2 separate regions of the Mus musculus genome follow, and region 2 is linked to region 1. A link is a contact called in public Hi-C data. All regions are on one chromosome and are shown on one strand. The core of a region is the stretch at or near the end of the contact, and the rest is flanking DNA. Distances in the headings are between cores, read along the strand shown.

What was found. Hi-C and Micro-C count contacts between places; a contact is called where the count stands out from the background.
Region 2: a Hi-C map of muscle stem cells shows a contact between it and region 1, with 1.8 times the contacts expected there. A contact is called at or near these places in 4 of 484 Hi-C or Micro-C datasets (the G1E-ER4 cell line, the HPC-7 cell line, muscle stem cells and 1 more) and 4 of 130 datasets of targeted methods (CD8 T cells, embryonic fibroblasts, embryonic stem cells and 1 more).

The regions. Positions count from the first base shown.
Region 1 is chr19:33,008,990-33,012,920 of GRCm38.p6, reverse strand. No RefSeq gene overlaps it. Among named protein-coding and RNA genes, the nearest start is that of Gm36860, 31 kb to the right of the region's middle.
Region 2 is chr19:33,099,379-33,103,309 of GRCm38.p6, reverse strand. It overlaps Gm29863 (a long non-coding RNA gene), which reads right to left. Exons shown (of 5, transcript XR_386659.2): 3 at 3,625-3,723; 4 at 2,441-2,577; 5 at 1,149-1,558. Among named protein-coding and RNA genes, the nearest start is that of Gm29863, 16 kb to the right of the region's middle.

The DNA.
Region 1 (3,931 bases), core at 476-2,975:
TTTGTCTTCTTGAGGTTACCAAAAAAAAAAAAATGTGGTTTTGAAACTTGTAGTGTCTTAGATTTTGTTTTTCTCTCTTTTAGCAGTCGCAATGTTGGCAATCCAGGCCTGCTAAGGAGGGTCTAGCTTCCTCACCATAGACGATCATGTTTAAGTCCAAGGTAACTACATCATTTCTTGCATTATTTATTCCCAGGGAAAATGGGCAGACTGGCAGGAAAATGCATGTTCTTTTCCTTTAAGGTGTAAGCTGAAAATAATAGGTGTCGTGTTTTACAATTTCTTGAGTTATCTAAACTTACATGTTCACATGTACCTGAACAGCAACCTTCCCATAAAGAGTTGAACTGAACACTTCTTTCATGGGTAGAGAAAAAAATTAATGATTGGCAATTGCTCTTCTGTAAAAATTCCTCTTCCTTTAGCTAATGCATGATCTCCCAAGTCACTAATTCCTCAACTCCAACGTGAAACTCCATCAGCTCCTAGGAGCCAGCAAACTCAAGGACATTCACATCTCTCTAGAAGGACTTTAACCGGAGCCGTGGCCGTGGAGAGGCAAGATTCCAAAGAAGCTTCAGGCTGAAGAGTGGGCATGTGGTATTGGGAGCCTTTTCCTATCCAACCTCTCACGTGCTGAGGCCTTTGCCAGATCCATCATAAGCTTTCCTTCCACGCTTGTTTTCTTCTCCCTCACACATCTTCCCTTTTTAACCTAAATTCAATGTGAGGTGGGTTTGCCCTCATCTGCCTGTTAGCCCATGCTTGAGGAGGCTCAGTCCCATGATTAGCAGCTTAGCAAGTACCTTTCCTAACTAAAGACAGATACCCACCCTGAAAGGAATTCGGATGGAGCCAATGGCAAAGATGGTATTATCGTGTTTCTTCAGAACACGGTCCAGAAGCCCAGAGAAGGATACCGAAGTTGAGGCCAAATGCCTAAAATCCTAGTAAATGTCGCTTGGCAGAAACTGAGCATGGCAAAGGTAGAGAATTCACAGGAGTTAAATGCTGTCACAAAGTAATTTTTTCAGATTCTTTAGCCTCTAACAAGATAATCTTTCTTATTTGTCTACCACTTTCCACACTAAAGTCTATAGTAAGAATGTCTCCTCGTCCCTATTCATCAACTGTTCATATTATCCTTCCCAATGGCTGTTCTCCACTGTCCATATTTTCTCTCCCTGCATTGACTTAAACTGGACATGTCTGCTAATGCTATTCATTAAAGCCTACAGGATCTATCTGGTGTGTACTTGACAGTCTCAACGGTCTCCATCCGGGTTGCCCAGCATCTGCAGCTCACTACCATCCTTGGGATTTCCAGATGGGACAGATCTCAGATCCCACTAGCATCTTGGCACAAACATGGGGGAATGTAATGTTCCTTTGACGGTTGCTATCTCACTCCAGCCGTTGCGGGGGCTGATGAAAGTCCGATGGCCTCTTACCGTTCACAGCCAGTCTGTAGGTTTGGGTCAGTTCTGTAATGACAGAATGAGCATGGGCTCCTTTTAATAAGAAGTAGACTTTCAGGTTTTGCTTTCATGGAATTGTATGTGAACGCCTCATATGGTCAAAACAAGGAAGTTCTGCACGCCTATATTTAAATGTTGCAAGTAATTCCCATTCGGGCTAACTTCATCCAGATGTGGGTCCTCTGTGCCCATGTAAATTAGATGGCTTTCTTTTTGGCCTTGTCGAGAATCAGCACTCTGACTCACACTAGGGGGAAAAATGGAAAGAATGTGTGGCAATTCCACACGGGACATGCTATTTTAATAGTACACGCTCTGTTGAAGGGAAAACCGGAGCTTTTGTACTGCAAACAACAGCATTTGCATTTCGAGGGGCTAGACACTATTGCTCAGTACCAACCATGTCAACATGGCCTTTCGTCCTGGCTGACAGCTATTCCCGTAGCTGAATTTCTGGTTTGGGTTCTAAGTATTCTTGACTAAGAGCCACATCTGTTCTCTGTCCCCAGCCTCGCTGCAGGGACTTTCTAAAAGGGAATAATTATTTTTGAGATAATGGGCTCTCTGTAGTGCCTACAGCGCTTTCCATTCTATTCTTTCTCTTTCTTTCCCTCCCTCCCTTCTTCTCTCCTTCCATTACTTCCCCCTTCCCTCTCTCACAGTGAGCTTAAGTGAGACAAATGTGGGCACCAAAAACTCAACATCAAAAGCAATCCACGTTGTCTATCATGTTCTTAGCTTTCCTTGGCCCACCTCCTGACTGCTCTTTGAGAAAGTTTGCTCCCTGACAGAATGGAAATAGTCTTCAGTCAGTCTCTACCCAAATGCACCTTCTTTTCATGAGACAGCAGGGAGAAGATCCACAAATGGTAAGAGTGCCTGTCAATGCCAGACATGCATTAGTATTTAATTACTCCACCAGGATGGCATGCTAGCAGCCCCTAGCCCTGCTCCAGTTCTGTTATCCACAAGTCTTGCCCTAGCCCATCTCAGAGTCTGCCTGAGACACAATGTGGGGCATTGTGCATCTGTGCTTATCCCTGGCTGAATGTGTTGATGGGGAATGAAGAACTCATAAGGGAGCATGAGCCACTAATGCACAGTGCCCTAGGATGCTGACCAAGTTCTTGGCACATTCAAAGTGCTCTCTTATCACGGTTGATCCTCTGCCACCATTCTGTGAGGTGGGCAGGGAAAGCCTGCACTATGGTTTCACAGATGAGCAAGATGAAGCAAGAGTGTTAACTTCCCTAAGAGTACATGACTCCTAAGAAGAGGAAAAGAGGAGCTGAATTCCTAGTCTCCAAGCCCATGGTGACTCCTGTGCACCAGAACGCTGCAGCTCAAAAACAAACAGGACCTCAATTCTATATGCTGTATTAATGGCAGCCCAGTCTACTTGTGAGTATCATTCCAATGTGACCATGTGTGTCAAAACCCCCAAGAATGTGCGTGTCCTTTAGACATAGACACTTATCTTAAGAAATTATAACTCAAAAGAATAGCCTGTGTAGAGATATACATACATATATAATGTAAATAAAATATTAGACAGTTCTTCATAGCCAGGACATCATGTTGGCATGTGACATTGACTGCTGGGGACTCAGGAATTGCTGAGATGTTTCAGCAGTAGCTGCAAGACAATGTATGCTGTGTTCATTGCTAAGGTTTAAAATGAGCCAGGTGTGTGCAGAACTGATAAGGTGGTGGAGGTGGCCATGTCTGTGTCAAGGTGTGAAAGAAGCATGTTGAAAACCAAAAGTGTCCCAGGAGGCATCTTACTCAGAAAGAGTAGAAGCCAGACATGTCAAGCTTAGCCTTGGGCAGTGTCTTAGTCAGGGTTTTACTGCTGTGAACAGACACCATGACCAATGCAAGTCTTATAAAAACAACATTTAATTGGGGCTGGCTTACAGGTTCAGAGGTTCAGTCCATTATCATCAAGGTGGGAGTATGGCAGTATCCAGGCAGGCATGGCGCAGGCAGACTTGAGAGTTCTATGTCTTCATCCAAAGGCTGCTAGTGGAAGACTGACTTCCAGGCAACTGGGGTGAGAGTCTTAAGCCCACACCCACAGTGACACACCTACTCCAACCAGGTCACACCTATACCAACAAGGCCACACCTCCAAATGGTGCCACTCCCTGGTCCAAGAATATACAAACCACCACAAGCAGGTAGAAGGATTCTAAGGCAGAACAAAGGTGATTATCTGGAACTGGTCACAACCCCAACTCTAGAGGCATGCATAAGGAAGAAGGAGAGATGGGCAGGGAAACTAATAGACTTGTCTCAGGAACTCTACAATAGTCTGGGCCCCAAGGAACCCTTGTCAAGAAGGCAAGTCATATGGAGGAAAGGACTATTTTCATTTTGAGATTATACTTCATAGCTCTGGTCCATGTGTAGCCTAATCAGCCACAGACAATGGGAAACTGGGCAAGAGCAGT
Region 2 (3,931 bases), core at 535-3,034, 90 kb before region 1:
ATTTCCTGTAGTCCTGAATGGGTAAAGCTGTGCTTGCTACTTCTATATACCTATCCTCTTTATCTCCACAACGCTCTCTCGGAGGGAGAGACAGTGGGAAGAAAGGCGAAGGAGCATGAAGACAAAAATGTGATTTGTATAAACAAGACAAATCCATTACACTCTCCATATTACACACTGGACACATTCGAAGTTCAAAGAACAGAAACTAGATTCAGAGGTAATGCAACAAATCCCACACCGCTGTCGGAGTGGTAGCACTCCTGGAGGAAAAGCCAGGAGCGGTGAAGGGTGGATTTTAGCATGTCTTGCGCATGCTTATTTATGGTGCAGCACTTCACTGGGTGACACTTCACAGGCTGCACACTGGCGAGCTGGAGAGCTTTGAAGAAAAATAATGAGCTGAGAGGTTCATGACATGCTATTAAGAAGTTTGTGATTGGACTTGGGAAATCAGATGGATCTCCAAGGAAAAGGGACCATATCTGAACCATTGCATTTAGAATATTTTTGAGTCCCGGAGCAGCTATTTATGAGAAGGGAGAGTTGTTTTTTGTCTCAATTCCAGGTTCTGACTTATGTGTAGTGAAGAAGCCGCTTTGCACAGCAGACCTGAAGTCCCTGAAATATCCATGACGTCACCTTTTTTCTACTGATCTCCCTTTGACTGCACAGAGGCATGCTATTAGCTTTGTGCTGTTTGAGCTAAATTCTCCCACATGTAGCTAGCAATCCAGCCAAAACAATGTCAGCAGGAAATTTCACACTGGATGCTCAAGGTAGTCCCAGCTCAGGGAGATGGAAAGATCAGGTTCGGATGCTTGGTTTTGCTAAGGATCAGGACAGAAAGAAAAGGCATCCAAGGTGGGATGCAGGGCTGCCTAGAATATGCAGCTTCCTGTCTTCCAGGCAGTGAGTGGTACACTGTCACCCTGTATTCCCAGGGCTTATGTGACATATGTGAATACAGAAAGCACTCAGCTCCATTTCTGGTGGTGAACCTAGGAGACCTTGCTCCTAAATGACAGAGGAGCCATTTTAAGATATGATATCATAAAAGATAATAATATCTGAAAGGGGGAAATGCATGCACCCAGGGTAACACATAAGTAGGCGAGCACAGGATGAATTTGTGGTTAAACCATTTATTCCATTGCAGATGACAATTTAACTCTTTGGAGCCCAGAGTTCCCCCTATGCTCATGCGTCGTGAAGAGATGATTACGTAATCTGCACTGCAGGTTGAATTGGGAACATCTGGGGACAGTTGTAGGGAGCTAGCCATGATCCTGAAGCTCAGACTAAGATCACTGGCCTCCAGTTCTCTCTGCCAGCCCCATGGTAACAGGAAGGCATAACCCTTGCCCCCAGATCTATTGAACCGAGCAAACAGTGGGGCTGAGCACTCGCATTGTGAACGACTATTTGGAGAAAAGATGGGGTGGGGATTGAAATGTTCTGCTAATCAAAGGCACCAACTGTTGCTGCTTCTCCGGCTTTCTTCAGAAACATCACACGGGTGATGGTACGTTTTTTTCAAGCCTGCGCCAGCCCAGCTCTAAAATGGAAAAGTATTCGTTTCATATGAGCAAATGTTTTCTTCTTTTTTGCTTCTCTCTCTCTCTCTCTCTCTCTCTCTCTCTCTCTCTCTCTCTCTCTCTCCCTTCCTCTCTCCCTCCCTCTCTCTCTCCCTCTCTCTCTCCCTCTCTCTCTCCCCACTGTGGGAAAACGAACTTACTTTCAGTTACGCCTGACATCTGACCACTATACTGATCACGAGGACACTGTGGTAAACCACAGGCCCACTTGAAAATATCTCTCTTAGGCACAGTTCCTGTGCTTTAGAGGGCACCATCCCTGGCTTTTGGTTGTGGCCCTGACTCTCGGCTCTGGCGTCCTCCATAGGAGTTCCATTTTCTCTTTCTTCCTCTACTGACAATGAGTGGTCTCATCCCCACATCTTCCAAATGAGCCAATTCACAAAATAAGTAAAATGTAAAAATGGTGCCTTTTTTTTTCCTATCCAAAGCCTCAAACAGAGCTCTGACTGTACACTGCACCCTTCTAAAAATGAAACAAGGCATGAAAACTTAAAGATAGGCTCAGGAGAAGGCTTGGTGGGTAGGAACACTTATTTCCTGAATGTGAGGATCTGAGTTCAGATCTCCAGCACACACATAAAAAACTGAATGTACCCAAGTGGGCCTGTAATTCCAGCACTGAGGCAGGGAAGACAGAGACAAGAGAGAGAATTACAGTGGCTTTTTAGCCCACGGCCTAGGCAAAAAACAAAATCGGCACTGGTTCAGTGAGAGAGTCTACTTCAGGGGTATAAGGCAGTCAGCAATAGAGGGAGATGCATGTATGCACAGATGCAAGCAAGTGAGTGTGTGTGTGTGTGTGTGTGTGTGTGTGTGTGTTTGTACCCGCACACACTTACAAGGCGGTAGAGGGTGGGTGGTGGTATCTTGATTAATAATGAGATGACCAGCCAGGATTTATTCATACTCCTTCTGTCTGAATCATCTTGTTTCTTGTAGCTGTTTTACACTTCCAGGATCTTGCCATCTGCCCACTCTACAGAAATACAGGAAAGCATTTTAAAAACAATGGCTTGGGGGGGGGGGGAGATCTGGGGATCCGAAAACCTATCTTTCTTTCTTTCACCCCACTGCTTACTGCTGCTTTCCTGAGAATGCAGTGCTGTTCCTGCTGCACCGGACTTGCCTCTTAACAACCTTCCTTCTGCCCCTCACAGCTCACATCTGGAGCCTGAGGAGAAAGAACAGATGTGGCTGCCCCCTTGCCTAAGTGGGAGGGGGGAGGACACCCTGGGTAGTTTGTCCTGCTTGGATCTAATATGTGTCACTGGAATATAGGTCAGCATTTTGATGGATAGGTTGAAACAGGCCAGAGGCAAAGATACCCCCGGGTTCACCCCACTCCACTCTACTGTCTTCTCCCCCAAAGCAAGTTAAGCCCCCAATGGCCTCAAGAGACATGCACAGCAGATGGAGCTGGTCTTCATGTCTTTACATTCTGCACACTAATTCTGTAGAAATCTAGAGCTAAGCTAAGGCTTTATCAGTCTGGGCTTGGGCCAAGCTTCAGGCTGAAGTTCAGCTGGCCTGGCCGGACGCAGATGCCAGCTGTTCACACTAACCTTGATTCCCCACCCCACCCCCAACACCTGATTTAGATAGCAGAGTGGCCAAGTGACATGCATGTAGCCCTGATGCACAACTGGAGAGATGACGTGATTTTTAATTACTGTGCAGTTCAGGTGGGAGCAGGAAACACAGGAAAGATACACACACACACACACACACACACACACACACACACACACACACTGAAATGAAACAAGAGAGTGCTACTGGTCTTGCCTAAAGATTATTACTTTAAAGGATTTTTTGGCAAATTTTGGTTTGAACACAGGCTTGACAACTCCCTTTCCCCCACAGTTCATAGAGGGACAAAGATATTAAATAAAAGCAGATTCTTCTTATGATTTAAAACATCAATGTGCTGGTCCCAGTATTGCAGAATTAATGCTGAGCAGACAGACAAGATGACATTCAGATCCAAAGATTTAACTTTGAGGAAAATGCAAAATATACTCACCAAAAATATTCAATTGGTCATTCAACATCACTGAACGGAGTATTCTTAATCCATATCTCAACACTCCGAGAGCCCAGCCTGCGACTAATCGTCCTTTGTCTAAAACAATGAAGATACAGATGGATTAGGAGAGGGACTTGTGCAGAGCTGAAAAGTTCAGCTAGCAAGCAGAGCTTCAAGGAAAATGAGATTTCCTTTAATTATGTTGACACTGGATGCCCCGGTAAGAAACTTGCACATGTGAGTTTATCATTTGCCAAATCGGTGTGTTTGTGTTTTCTCGTCACGCACATCGTGTCTAAGTACT